Linked DNA regions of Anser cygnoides: region 2 is linked to region 1. A link is a contact called in public Hi-C data. All regions are on one chromosome and are shown on one strand. Each heading gives the region's core, a stretch centred on a gene start, on an enhancer-like site or on the middle of the called end of the contact. The rest is flanking DNA. Distances are from core to core; before and after follow the strand shown.

What was found. A called contact is a pair of places that touch in the nucleus more often than the background predicts.
Region 2: a Hi-C map of liver shows a contact between it and region 1, with 1.8 times the contacts expected there. The contact joins two enhancer-like sites. A contact is called at or near these places in 2 of 7 Hi-C or Micro-C datasets (both in liver).

What each region holds. Positions count from the first base shown.
Region 1 is chr16:10,338,983-10,345,455 of Taihu_goose_T2T_genome, forward strand. All of the region lies in intron 1 of HNF4A (hepatocyte nuclear factor 4 alpha), which reads left to right. It overlaps LOC136786489 (a long non-coding RNA gene), which reads right to left. Exons shown (of 5, transcript XR_010825329.1): 2 at 2,900-3,703. Among named protein-coding and RNA genes, the nearest start is that of HNF4A, 13 kb to the left of the region's middle. Within about 2 kb of position 2,564, at least 1 of the 3 cell types and tissues checked has open chromatin away from gene starts, as enhancers often do. A contact at or near this core is called in liver, where this site is marked.
Region 2 is chr16:10,611,698-10,618,170 of Taihu_goose_T2T_genome, forward strand. All of the region lies in intron 9 of STK4 (serine/threonine kinase 4), which reads left to right. Among named protein-coding and RNA genes, the nearest start is that of TOMM34, 19 kb to the left of the region's middle. Within about 2 kb of position 2,509, at least 2 of the 3 cell types and tissues checked have open chromatin away from gene starts, as enhancers often do. A contact at or near this core is called in liver, where this site is marked.

The sequences.
Region 1 (6,473 bases), core at 1,314-3,813:
ATCCCTCCACCCCCTCCTGATGCCTGCAGCTCTTCAAACCCTGACTAGTTTTGCAGTTGTTTGCCTTAATTTCATCAGCCCCCTGCCCTGGAGCTAGTGAGGTCCGATCCCGAGAGTCCCAGCAGTGACTGGAGGTCACTTCCAGCAGGCATGGCGTGCTGATGAAATCCACCTTTGCAAAAAGATAAATTAAAAAAAAAAAAAAAAAAAAGGCAAAACTTGCTTTGTAACCTTTGTTGATTTTGGCTGTTCTCCTCCTCAGCCTATTTCTCCACCGGCTGGATCAATTCTGGGGCTGTTCCATGTGTAGAAGGAACATCGGGTATAAAGTCAATGAAACCTAAAAGCGCTGCAAACAGCTGGCAGGGGTGCACGGACAGCCCGGGTTGTCTGCCAGGCCATAGGCTGTGTAGGGATCTTTTACCCTGGGAAACTATAGGATTACTTCAATTCCAAAGGGATCGCATTCACCTATTGAACAAGTTCTCTAAAGGTCCAGGCGTGTGCTGCCAAGCTCCCTGTCACGCTAAATGTGTGAGCTGGCAAGGCACGGAGCGATAGGTGCTCCTTGCTCCCTGCTGAACACAGCTCTGCAGAAAATCTGACAGCAAACTTTCCTTCCAGTGCCGCTGCTTCCCCACGGCTTCTGTTCCCCTACAGATTGGGGCTGAAATGGTTGGGATTCGGGCTGAGCAGCTGCCAACGCAGACCGTGAATCTGGACCGTCACGTGGCAAGGTGGCTCTGGAGCTTTTCTTGATTTCCTCCTGAGCAGGCAGGAGAGTATTTTGCTGGAAAGCTTCCGGGTTTCCGTTCGGTTGTGTTTGGGATCTGACGCAATGGTCACAGATTATAGGGATTTGGGTGGGGCAGCAGGAATCGGAGGTGGATGCTGTAACTTGGGCCAAGCTGCAGGCCGCGGTGTGATGGGATAAGATGAAATTAATAGTTCCTCTTCCTCGCTTGGGCTCGTTGCTTGATTTTGTGCAAAAACACACCGGCCAGATTTTCAGAGCCAGAAGCACACGCTTGTGACTACCGACACGCAGACACCGTTCTCGAGGGCTGCCATGTAGCCAGAGCGATTGCAAATACAAACAAGATAGGCAAATGCACTGACATTTCTGAGGGCAGCTGCCATGTTGAAAACAGCTCCAACTTTCTTTGTTTCTACTGTCCTTGCAAAACAACAGCTCCTAAGAGTACCAATAATTACTTCCTCAAGTGCTCAGAGCCTTTGTTAGTCAGCATAATAAACCCCTTTCTGATCCCGGGATGAAAGGCACGCACGGTGTTATCGCTAAAGCAGTATATGCCGAAATGCTCTGTCTGTCCCCGTGTTTGCAGTTCTTTTTTTGCCGCTTTCACATAGCAGCTATTTATTTTAGCTCCATTGGTTGCCTCCAGCTCCAACATCCATCCCAGCTTCGGCTGAAATGCACATGTTGCTTTTGGAGACGATTTCAAGCAGAGTCGTCTGCATCCTTTGAAGCACACGTCCAAAAATCGCCTTGGTTCACTGTACAGTGATTTTATGTCCTGGGGGCCTGGACTGTTCGGGTTGGTTTGGCTACCTTTCACAAATTTTGCACCAGTGAAAAATAACCCGAGTTTGCAGCGAAGCTGTCTGCATCCTCCGTAGCTGTGCCGGGGAGCCCTAAGCACTGCTGCATGTCCCACGGCTCACCAGTGGCAACGTGCCCGGCGTCTGCTCGGGAGCTGCTGCCTTAGCTATTGCACTGTCCTGTGCAGCGTCCCAGCTGACACAGCAGCACTGCCCCAAGGCCTCCGAACAACATCTGTCCCAACCACAGCTACAGGAACTTCAGCACTGGGGAGAATTTGTCATTGAACAAAACGCCCGCATCTTCCCCAGGGCACAAATCTCACTCTGACATGTTGCTGTGGTCACCTGCTGGGGCCGGATCTGATCCGCTTCCCGGGTGAGCCATGCCCCACCAAGGGCTCTTCTGTGCGTTTTGCCAGGGCAGGGATGTGCTGCATGGTGCTGGCAAGGGGCAGACAGACCCTAAACAGCTTCTGGTTAATGATCTGTTTTCCTGGAGACTCCTCTCTGCTGCCGTGGACGTTTTGGGGACTGACACCTGTCCGTGTGTCAGCCAGATGATTGCCTGGAGCTTAAACGAAGATCCTCTGCTTCGACTCGGGGCTTGTTTCAGCTGCGCTGACCTGCAGTCCCCCGCAGCCCCTGCAAATTCCTTGGAGCTGCTTATTAACACGCCGGCAGCTCTGCCCCGTAAGTCATGACTCTCTGCAGTAGAAGGCAAAGGGGCTTGACAGTGTGGCCTAAATATCCCTGTTTACAGAAAGTCTGACAAAACACTAGCCCTTGGCTTTATCTTTCCCCTTTGGAAATAGCCACAGAGCAAATATACTTAAGGCACGAAGGCAGGGGGATTTATATTGACTTTAGAAAAAGCTGTTCTTTAAAAACAGGAAAAAAACCTCATCCTCGAGCTGTGCAGACTGGGTGCTTCACCCAAAAGTCTTGCGTTGAGGCTTAAAGCCTGCCTGCTAATCTGTAGCATTTCTGTGTGAACAAGTCATGCAGTAAACTGCTCTCTGTTAATTTTTTAATGCAGAATAAACAGGTCAAGAAATGATTAGCATGAGAATAAATTGAGCTTAATCAGGAGAATCAGAAAAGATGAGAGGGAAGAGGCAAATTGGAGTTATCAGTTAACCATATGGAGTGGCTTTGCCTCCAAGAGCTAATGTGCCCTCGTGTTTTCCATCCCTTCTGAAGCTGCCTTTTTTTTCCCCCTTCCCTAATTTAAATGATGAGCTAAAATTGCTAGTATAAGCACAATGGAAGCCCTTGTTTCACCTTCTCATTTTCTATGGCTGCCCAAATGAATTGCAGGTGATAAGGCTCCTACCTGGTTATTACAGATGGTCCTTCCCATTCCGCGTTCAGAAAGGAAGATACTGAAGATAAGGTTCAAACGCGCAAAATCCACTTTCTGCAAGTATGAGCGCTCTGTTCTGGTGCAAAAGTTTCGGTGAGATCCTGGCAGATCCAGGGACTGAGTGGAGGCATCCGTGGGCAAGGGGAAACGCAGCCCTCAGGACTGCTTGGAGTGGAGTTTGGTCAGTGGTCGGAGATCTATATTCTCAGATAGGCAGGACTTTGTCCACAAACTGGAATTTGAAATTTCAAAGGGGAAAAAAAAAAAAGCAGAAGGGACCTTTGCATGTGTGGAGATGACTGTGCTGGCGACGTTCCCCTGGGACTTTTGGTCTTCGTCTTGCACCTCAGCTTTGTGCTTCCCCACCAGCTTGACTTGGCGATACTGCGGTGGGTTTTGCCGGTGCGGTCCCCGAGCAGCGGCCCTGGGGCTGGCTGTGAAGCCCTGACCTTGTTCAGGGCTTTCCTGGACTGGAGAGATTTCAGACCCGGAGCCCAGCTCTACTTCACTTGCTTGCCAAGGAAAAGCCACTCCAGTTGTGGAGTGACACGGTAGGAGCGATCTGGAGCGGTGGCTGCCAAGTGGCAGCAGAAGCATCGCCAGCGTTCTGCGAGGTTTGTCCCGCTGGCTCCGGGCACTGGCACTTCTGCCAGGGATTTCCTGAGAGTGCAGAGCTGGAACAGGGAAACCCAAAGGTTTGCTCTGAGCAGGAGGCTGGATCGGAGATTTCTGAGGTCCCTTTCAGCTTGAATTGCCTCTTGATCCTACAACACTCTGTGCAAGAAGGGCAGGAGGAGCCCTGTGAAAGGAGCCTGCTCACCCACTTGACATAAAGAGCTAGCAAGCGTGGAAGCTGATGGTATCCTTCCCATAAATGCTCTATTACAGAGTCTATTCCCCATCCTCATTTACTGAAAGACATAGATCTTATTTTCAGGGAATCCCCTTTTGCTTTAGATTAATTTGCCAAAGACATACAGATAAGGCAGAATTAGTGTCATGAGGTGCTAGAGGGGAAAAAGGCTGAAGGATTTATTGCTCAACTGATAAAAATTAAATAATTACTTAGTGCAGAAGGCTTCATGGCCTGAAGCTGTAAAATTTTCCTTTGCAGACATCTTCTGGCATGGGTGGAGGGGACAGAAAAGGGAGAAGGAGATGGCCTGAAAGCTGAAATATGCCTGAGCACCTGGCTTGGAACAGCCTTTGCTTTACCAGGGCTCTGCTTGGGATACAGCATGGGGTCCCTCCGTGCCTGTAGTGCATTGATAAAGCCCCTCTAAAATGTCCTTTCCTTCCTACGGGACATGCCAGCCCTGGGTGCTCTTCCAGCCATGCTTGTGGCCCTGGAGCACACCCTGCCTTCCCCTGGGTTTACATCCTGGCAGCCCAGCGAGGACAAACAGGCTGTTCCCAGTTGATTGCCAGCTTAGAGTTGTCTCTACCTCAAATAGAAAAACCCCAAACATCTTCCGTAGGGCAGAAATGTTCAAATCAGCCTCCAAACCAGCTTCAAGTCAGCACATCTCCACCCTAAAACAGCTGCAGGCCATTGTGGACCTGTTAACTACTATAGGCCATGACTACATTTGCCAGCTGTCCCAAAAAACCACCGTGCAGGGATGTCAGACAGAGACAAGGACTCCCCAGGCAGCCTGTCCCCAGGGGGACATCAGCCTCCTGCAGCAGACGCATTTCCAGCTGGGGGCTCGGCCCCGTGCCATGAGCCCATCCCCGGGGCAAAGGAAGTGCGCGGTGTCCTTGGTGGTCTGGTCCTTCACCTCTGTGCTAAGACGAGCTTTGTGAGGGTGCACCAGGCAGAGGACACCGGTAACGAGAAAACAACAGTCAACACAAGCCTGCGGACGGAAAGCTCCACGTCCCATTGACAGCTCCCTGCCTCGTGAGCCACCTAATGCTCTCCAAACTTCCCCGCTCCTTATCTGCCTCTCTCACACACACGCTGCCTCCCCGTCTTCTATTCCCGGCCCTCTTAATCCTTCCTGCCCTAGAAGCAAACGGCCTTTGCAGCCCTATTTTGTCAGCAGGCTATTTAAGCAAAAGGCTTGTTTTGCTGAACAGAGCAGAACAGACCATGCTTTTATGATATTTTACTAGACACCGCGGCAAATCCTGCACATATTTGACCTAGTGTCTGTAGCATTTATCTAATCAAAGGGATCACTGTGGCCCGAGCAGGACTGGGACGGAGGGCCCTGAAATGAGGCCACAGCAGGGCTACACTCCACCTTACCATCTACACCCTGGTGCACATCATTAAATTCATTTTTAGCCCAGGACTGTTCCTGCCGAATGAAAGTACAGCCAGCCACGTGAGTGCAGAGAGGGTCCAGCCTGTCTCTTGAGAGCACAGAGCAGAGGACTGTTTCCCCTGCAGAAAAGGATCACTTGTCGCCAGTCCCAAATAGGAAATCAGGGGCTTTCCCCTGTTCCCCGCTTTGCTCCTGCAGATCTGTCGCCCAAAGGTAAAAGTGCTATTTGGAAGTGCTACATACATCCTAATATAGCCACCGTGGTGAGGATGGCTCATGGAGCCGGGGCTGTATTGGTGCACCCAGGAGGCACAAATACAAACATGTTTCAATCCCGAATTGGCAGCGTGGACCCAGCCGATTGTGAAATCAGGGATGTTTCCAGTGCAGAGCAAACTGATACTGAATCATCAGTTGCTTGTTTTCCTGAGCAATCCAGCTGACGCCATTCAGTGATCAATTAAATACCTGCTTGTTGATCTTGCATTTTTAGGTGCTGCAAATTACACTGGAACTTGTCAGTCCCGGAGAGGGCTGACATGCCCTGGGTGAGCCGGGGCTCGGCGAGCACGAGCTCTGCCGCTTGTGTGCCCCCGGGGTCTGCCCCGAGGTGTCGGCCATGCCGGCAGGCTGGAGGCCTGTAAGGCAGCGGAGGTTGAACCCACAGAAGGAAACTCCACACCGCAGAGCAAAGCCCCGCTGAGCTGTAAAACGCCCAATGAAACTTTTAAGACGTGTCAGTCAAAGCGGGGCCGGGGTGTGTCTGACACCGGGTGGCTCCAACGCCGGGATGAAGGGGACAGGAGCGGGCCCGGCCGTGCCCTGGGTGCCCGCGCCAGCCCCGGCCTGGCTCGGCCCCTCGCTCGCCGCTCCGCTTGCGTGCCTGGCGCTCGGCAAACCCTCACCCCGAAGGTTGTTTGGTCACGGCTGCAGAGTGGGACCTGTTTATAGGGCACTCAGCCCCTGTAAAACTGGGTTTATAGGGAAGTAAAATGAGCCCTACGTTGTTACTTTGCATAGCAACGTGTAAATTGCAATGCAGGCGCTGACCTTCTCGGAGAGGAAAGGGAGAAAAAAGGAAGAGCTGTGGGAGGGAGGGAGCGAGAAGGGGAAATCGGGGGGCGAAGGCAACGAACGGTGGAGAGGGGAAGGCGATGACAGAAGTGAAGAGCAGCCTTGTTCTCTAGGCAGGGTTTTTTCCAAGTTTTCCACCCCAGGTACAATTAAGACCAACAGCAGCAGCTCGGCATCAAGGTCAATAGCCCCAGGAA
Region 2 (6,473 bases), core at 1,259-3,758, 270 kb after region 1:
CACAGCTTCGGATGAGTGCTGGTGCTCTTCCTTCGATGTCTCCGATGCCTCACGTTCATTAAAAGAGGATTAGTTAGGATACCCAGCATTGATTTTGGTGGTCATTTAGGAGCTCCTTCTTAATAGCAGGACCTGTCAGGCATGTTCTGCTTTGATTTAATTTGAGATAGGCTGTAATTATGGGAAGTCTCGTCCTCATAATCTTCAGTATGTACCAAGCGTTATGTGGTCTGCTTTTAATGTGAGGAAATCTCAGCTTCTGTTGCCATGAGTTGAATTCATTAATGATGGAGCACTTTTTGCTCTGGTTGAATAAATTGGCATCTCTCTGCTCTGCTGTATAAAATGACTCAGTCCTGTTCATACTGTACAAATTATGCTGTCCAGCTGTTAAAGTTCATCTGTGATCTCAGAGAAATAGCCTGAAGCAAATAAAACTACGGTTCCATTTGAAATTTTAATATTAATGAAGTGTTGCTTGCACATAATCATCGGGTACTGTTTTGTGCATCCTAAATACATGAGCAATTTGAGTCTTAGAGTTACATAATTCAAACTAAAGCAGGCAGAGGGGAACTTTATGAAGATTACTGGGGACTAAGCTTGTTAAATGAGAGTCAGTGGAAGATCTCTGTTTATTTAAACCACCAAAATGAAGGATGAAAATAGGTACAAGAACTATAAAAAAAAAAAAAAAAAAGGCAAGGAGGGGTGGGTGAGTAGTGTAGAGACTAACGTTTTGAACGCCTGAGAGCTGAGGCTCTCTCGAGAACAAGTGCAAGTACACAAGCTAGCAATAAACTTTAGACCGAAGGTGAGAGGGTTTATGGCTCTAGCGGAACAGCAAGCCTGTCGACAGCAAGGACAAAACAAAACAGTTGCTTTACAATGGCTCTTGATCCCTCAGTGAAAAGGACTCTATAATTTTGTATATGACAGCAGAAACTGCTTCTCCCAGGGGACCCTCTCTGGCCTTATGTCTGACAAAAGGCAGCAATGGTGGTGCTTACTTTAGGGTTAACATGAGTGCTCACCGTGCCTCTGCAGAGCTTGGTTTGGAGCTCCTGCTCATAGGGGTGGATCTCCCTGAGCTTTGCTTAGGGCATTCATAATTCTTTCCTAGCACAAGTGAGTCGATTTGAAAAAAATGTGATCTTGTTGCTCCTGAAATCCTCTTAAAATGCAGGTATCTTCCAAAGCCGAGGACAGTTGCCTTCCTAAAGATTGCAGCTTCCTGGAATCCTGACAAATTTGTATTCTTGTACCAAGTGTCTGATTTTTTTTAATGTGATATTGCTAGTGTAGTAATTCATCACTTCATGGTTGTTGATTTAAATTACCTTCTTCGTAGATGAATGTTCCCCTTACCCAATCTGGTATGGCTGCTGGTTCTTAAAATCTACTGCTAGATGCAGCCGTAGTTCAAACATGTTTGTAGTGTGATCCGACTGCTCCCAGTCACCGGTGTAGCTCCAATTTTTGTGAGAGAAGGGAGGAAATCTCTCACCGTGGCTTCAAGAATAGGTATTTTAAATAACACTGTATTAACTTAAGTGACTGGAGTAAGGAGCACACAAAACGTGCTCCTGAGGTTGTTTCTTTCTCGTGACAGGCTCTGTGATTCTAGAGCTCACCCTGGCTCGATGATAGCAATCGCTTTGAAGAGGAAAAATCACAAAACAAGGATTCTTCTGCTGTCGAGTAGAGAAGAATAATCTTAGAAAAGCAGAAATTATAGTTTCATTACTCAGCAAGCTCCTTCAGTTAGATAGAGAGGTTGTGCAAGTTCCACTTCCCTTTTGAAGGTTTCCTTTGAAGTTCATGAACTTCTGAAAATTTTCAGTCGTGAGAGCTAATTTGACAAAATCAACCAAATGAGTTGCTTTGATTTCTGGGACTAGATGATACCGAATGATTTGCTTTCAGTGACATTCTTTACTGGTGGAAGAACAAGCTAAATCTTGTGCTGGTGTGACTGGCTGTGCTGTTTCTTCTTTATCATTCCCCTTTTCTCTGCAGCATCATAGGGAAGTATAAATGCCTTGAAGGCTCTCCACACCCCCTTTGTCCTCTCTTGCTCGGTGTGAGGAGGTCTCTGTGCTGCAATCAGCCTCTAAGACTGATCTCATCCCTTCCCTCGAGTTCAGGCAGGTGATTTTTTGGGAGGAAGGACATTTGTTGTTAGAGTTTTCTCACATTCCTTAAAACTTGTCCTTGCTGTAGCCTGGCAAAGGAGAGGATCAGGTATGCCGAGGCCACTGGCTGTTTGCTGATGCTGCCTTGCTGGCTTCTTGCAGTGCCCAGCATGATCTTTTGGCTTGTCTGGGCTCTTCGTTGGTTAAGGGCTGTCCCAGTGTGTGTGGTGCATGTGGCTGGACGTGGCTCTGCAGTACTGAAATCAGTAGTAAGCTGAGCACAGTGCTGCTTTAAAATTGTGTCACAATACAAGGAGATATCTGTGGTTCACCATTTATTTGGGCCCACCAGTTTCACATCTTTTCTATTTCACCCATAATGATGTTGATGTTTTTCTTAGAGTTTTCTGAACATGAATTTGCGCTGGGCAGCACTTGGGAGGTCTCTGCAGAGGGCTTGTCCTTTACCGCAAGGCCAAAGTACGAGTGGCCCTGTGAGCTCCTGCTGCTCTGTGCGGCTAGCCCAGACCTGCAGTTCTGCAGTCAGCTGGAGCAGCTCCAGCAGAGCCGTGGCGTTCCATTTGTGTAATTAATACAGCTCCTAAAAGATGACCGCACGTCCCCGTGGTAGGCCATTAACAGCTTCAGAGAGCTCTCGTGGCTCAACCCTATAAGCAACTCTTAGGGTTCTCCACGCGTTCGTTTCGGAACCTTTTCTTGTCACTGCAGGGTGACCTTCTAATAAAAGGCTTATCTCTGCCACAGCTGTGATCTCACTTTCTGTCAAATATTTGTATTTTAGTCTAACCCGATAAACCTGGGAACTTAAATGCTTTTTGGCACAGAGCAGCTTAGTGCCGTGTCATCTCAGCAGCACCTGATTCTGCAAATAGCACTGATCGATTTTTGTCTTCGGCTGCCTGTTATCAAAATCTTAAAGACATAGTGGTGTGACTCTTGCGTTGAATTAATAGCAGATCATCTTCGGAAAGATGACGCTGCTTTAAGTGCCAAGACTGACAAAAAGAAACCCAGTCGTGCTGGGATGATAATTGATTTTGGGTAATGCGTTTCCGTCTCCAGGAGCGTTTCTGTCAGTCTCGCTGTATATGTACCCCAGCTGAGATCAGAACAGCAGCTAAAATTTCAGATATTTTGATCTGTATTCTAGATCTTTTCCATTGTGTATTATCTTTTTCCGTTCTTTGTCAGTAACTTCTTTTTTTTTTTTTTTAAATGTAACTTTAGATGTGGATGTCTATAAACGTGCTAAAATCAGTGGCCAAAATTGAATGTAGATTGTAGCATGTGCTCAAAAGGCCTACGGTGGCTGGATATGGCTTTTGATAATTTGCTCACGCTGCAATAGGTTGTTCAATAGATGACATTTACAAGTATTGCAGCTGTTGGTAAAATACAAAATGTGGGGAAACGCGTGTGATTAAGTGAGACAATTACTCTCTGGTACAAGTGAACAGTCTTAAAGAAAATGAGTTAGCCACTGTCATCTGTGTGAAGCATTTGCTTTCAGATTCTCCTGTGCAAACAATTGTTTTCAAAACATACAGTGCAAGCTTAATTTAGATGCCTTTTTATCTAGGAAGCCAGGATTCAATTTGAGACCTAAGCTATCGCTCCGCAAGCTGTGTATAGATTAGCCTAGGTAGGAATTCATTTATTTTTACAAAATTTGTCAGTGTTAAACATTGCCACGATTGGCCATAACATGAACAACTTATCCCCTGCTTCAAACAGGCTGGACTGCAACAGAATGCAAGTGGTGTATTTACTTCATTCTAAATAAATGTTTTATCACTTAGCTGTAATTGGATTGCTATTGTATTTCAGTAATTATTCCCAATAGCAAATCTGTTCTCCCCTTCACAGATATTTCCTGACTGACCTTCACGCAGTCTCTGTCTGAAGATGTCTTTCTTGAACTAATTCTGTATTAGCTGGTGTTTTGGTGTGATTTTTTTTTTAAGGGAACTACTGCCGGGGGTAGAATGATTTGCCTTTGCTCCTGCTTTTTATGGTGCAAAAGATTAAGCATCTTGGTTTGTGCCTGAGCTTTCAGCCGACCCTTGAAGGCAGTAGGATGCAGTGCTCTTTCAAGATTCATCGTGATGTTTGGAGTGTGTAGAACCCAGCTTCTCTCGGTATCACAACCCAAATGTCCTGCCAAGAGTTGTCGCACTTTGCAGAAATTTGTCCCCTTTAACATGTAGAAAAATAAATTCCTCAGTTATCTAATAGCTGACTGAGGAATTTGTACACTTGTCTGAGGATCGGGCAGAGTCTGCCTGTGAAGTTCTGCATCACTGGATGGCGATTTTACGTTCAAGAATAATATTCTGTGATTAAATCTTAATGGGTTTCCAGAGTAGCTATTTTATTTTATTTTTTCAAGGGGAAGGCACTGCCAAGTGCCTTAGAATCCGGGAGTCCTCTTTGTGATCAACTTTGTGCACACCCTGAGGGGAGACTCTCTGCGTCAGGCAGAGCTAGCGAACCACTCGGGACCGCTTTGTTTTCCCTGTGTAAGTCCGCAGCTCTAAACTTGTGGTTGTCTGCCTGCCGGACAGATCAGATTTATTTCAGCTGTATGGCATTCGACAGGGAACTTATTTCCCAGCCCAGAGTGAGGTGCGTGTTTGGCGATGTGGATGCCACGTTCGGTTAACACTAGGATATCCTAGTTAACACTAGTTATCCTAGGATAACTGTTGGGTGAAAAGTGTTGTGTGGGTGCTGATTCCCGATCCTGCTTTCCAAAAACAATGGTTTCTGCATTGGCCAAATACATGTTTTAAGTATGGTGGACCTACTCCACTGTCTAGAGAACCATATTTTATGGGAACTAAACCATTTCACTCGGTATTGTCACAGTGCTCGCTTTCGATTACGCTGACAGGTTTTTGCGAGGCATTTTATTACGAAGAGCAGCCCAGTGGCATTAACTTATAAGTAGTCTTTAACTGCATTTGCAGCTGTTGTGGTCTTGTGGTGCACCACCGTTAAAACATATTTTCTGTGCTAGCCTGCCTTTTCGTTCAGATCGAGACCACGAGATGCTCGCTGCAGCTCGCAGGCCGGTTTTAGGTGAGTGTAGTCTGGGCAGCGTTTGATGCTGTGCCAGCTGAGCTAGTAAAGAAATCCCCCTGTGGAAATGCTGAAGGTCCTTCAGTCTCGATTCTCTGTGATCTTAAATGCTGTCTTCTCTTCCCGTATTGGCTTTTATCCTGTCTCTGCCTGGAATCAGCATCATCCCCCCTCACCTCGTGCTGCTTTGTGCCCTGCAGCCGAGGCCGGCGCCGCTCCTGGCACCCACCGGGCCCACACAGCGGGGAGGCGCCGCCATCTCTGAACGTAGGGTCGGGCCTTTCTGCCTTCAGCCGTGGAAGCCCGTTCGCTTGATTCGTGTGGTGTAATGGCACTTAAACGACACGAGCAGAGATTCGGGTGGTGTGAAGGCTGAAGGAAGATGGGAAGAGTTAGTGCTGGTATCCATAATCCCACCAACCGCATGACGTTCCTGCTTACCTGTGGGACTGTAGTGTTACTGCTCGTTGCTTTTAGTGGGCCAGCAGCGCTCTTCCCGTTGTTGCACTCGTGGTAGTTCTAGAGAAAAAACTAGAGTTGTGTAAATCTAGTTGTGCTGAAGCTTTGTGGCTGTATCTTACTTCTGCTGTCTGAGTGAACTCTGTCACTGAGAATGGTGCTCAGGAGGCCTCCTCCTGAAAATCAAGGCATTTGTATTCAGGTTACTGAGACTCCCCTATCTCCCTTTGTATCTTTACTTATTTCTTATTGCGACAAGTTTCTTAAACATGGTCTAAAATTGAATGGTTACTCTATATTTGTGGCTTATTCAAGTAATGCAGTAAGAAATTGTGTACAGAGGAATTAACTTACAGAACGAAAACCAGGACAGTCAACTTGATAGCTTACTGTTTATAAAAAGAAAACAGCTTAGCAAACTAATTAATCCTTTCTGCCCGAGAAGTGTAGACTTTAACTACTCCTACCCGAGACAAATTATGAAATTTGTTTGGCAAACGTGGCCTTTGAAAGCCTGTTTTTTGTACCATTCCATTCATAAATATAAAGGTGAGTTTCTGCTTGTAAAGTGATCCTGTTTGGTTTTAGAACTTGGCGTGTTCTGCGAATGCCTGCAGCCCGGCTGGGATGAAAGAACAGCTGCAGCTGGGAGCAGTTCACCTGTAGCATGCAGCTCACGAAGCCTGGCTACCTGGTAGTTTGCTGCGAAGGACGGATTACAGCCTAGTGCCTCCAGCAGTGCCTTCGCTTCTCTGGTGGGCTTTGAGCTTTCCTGCT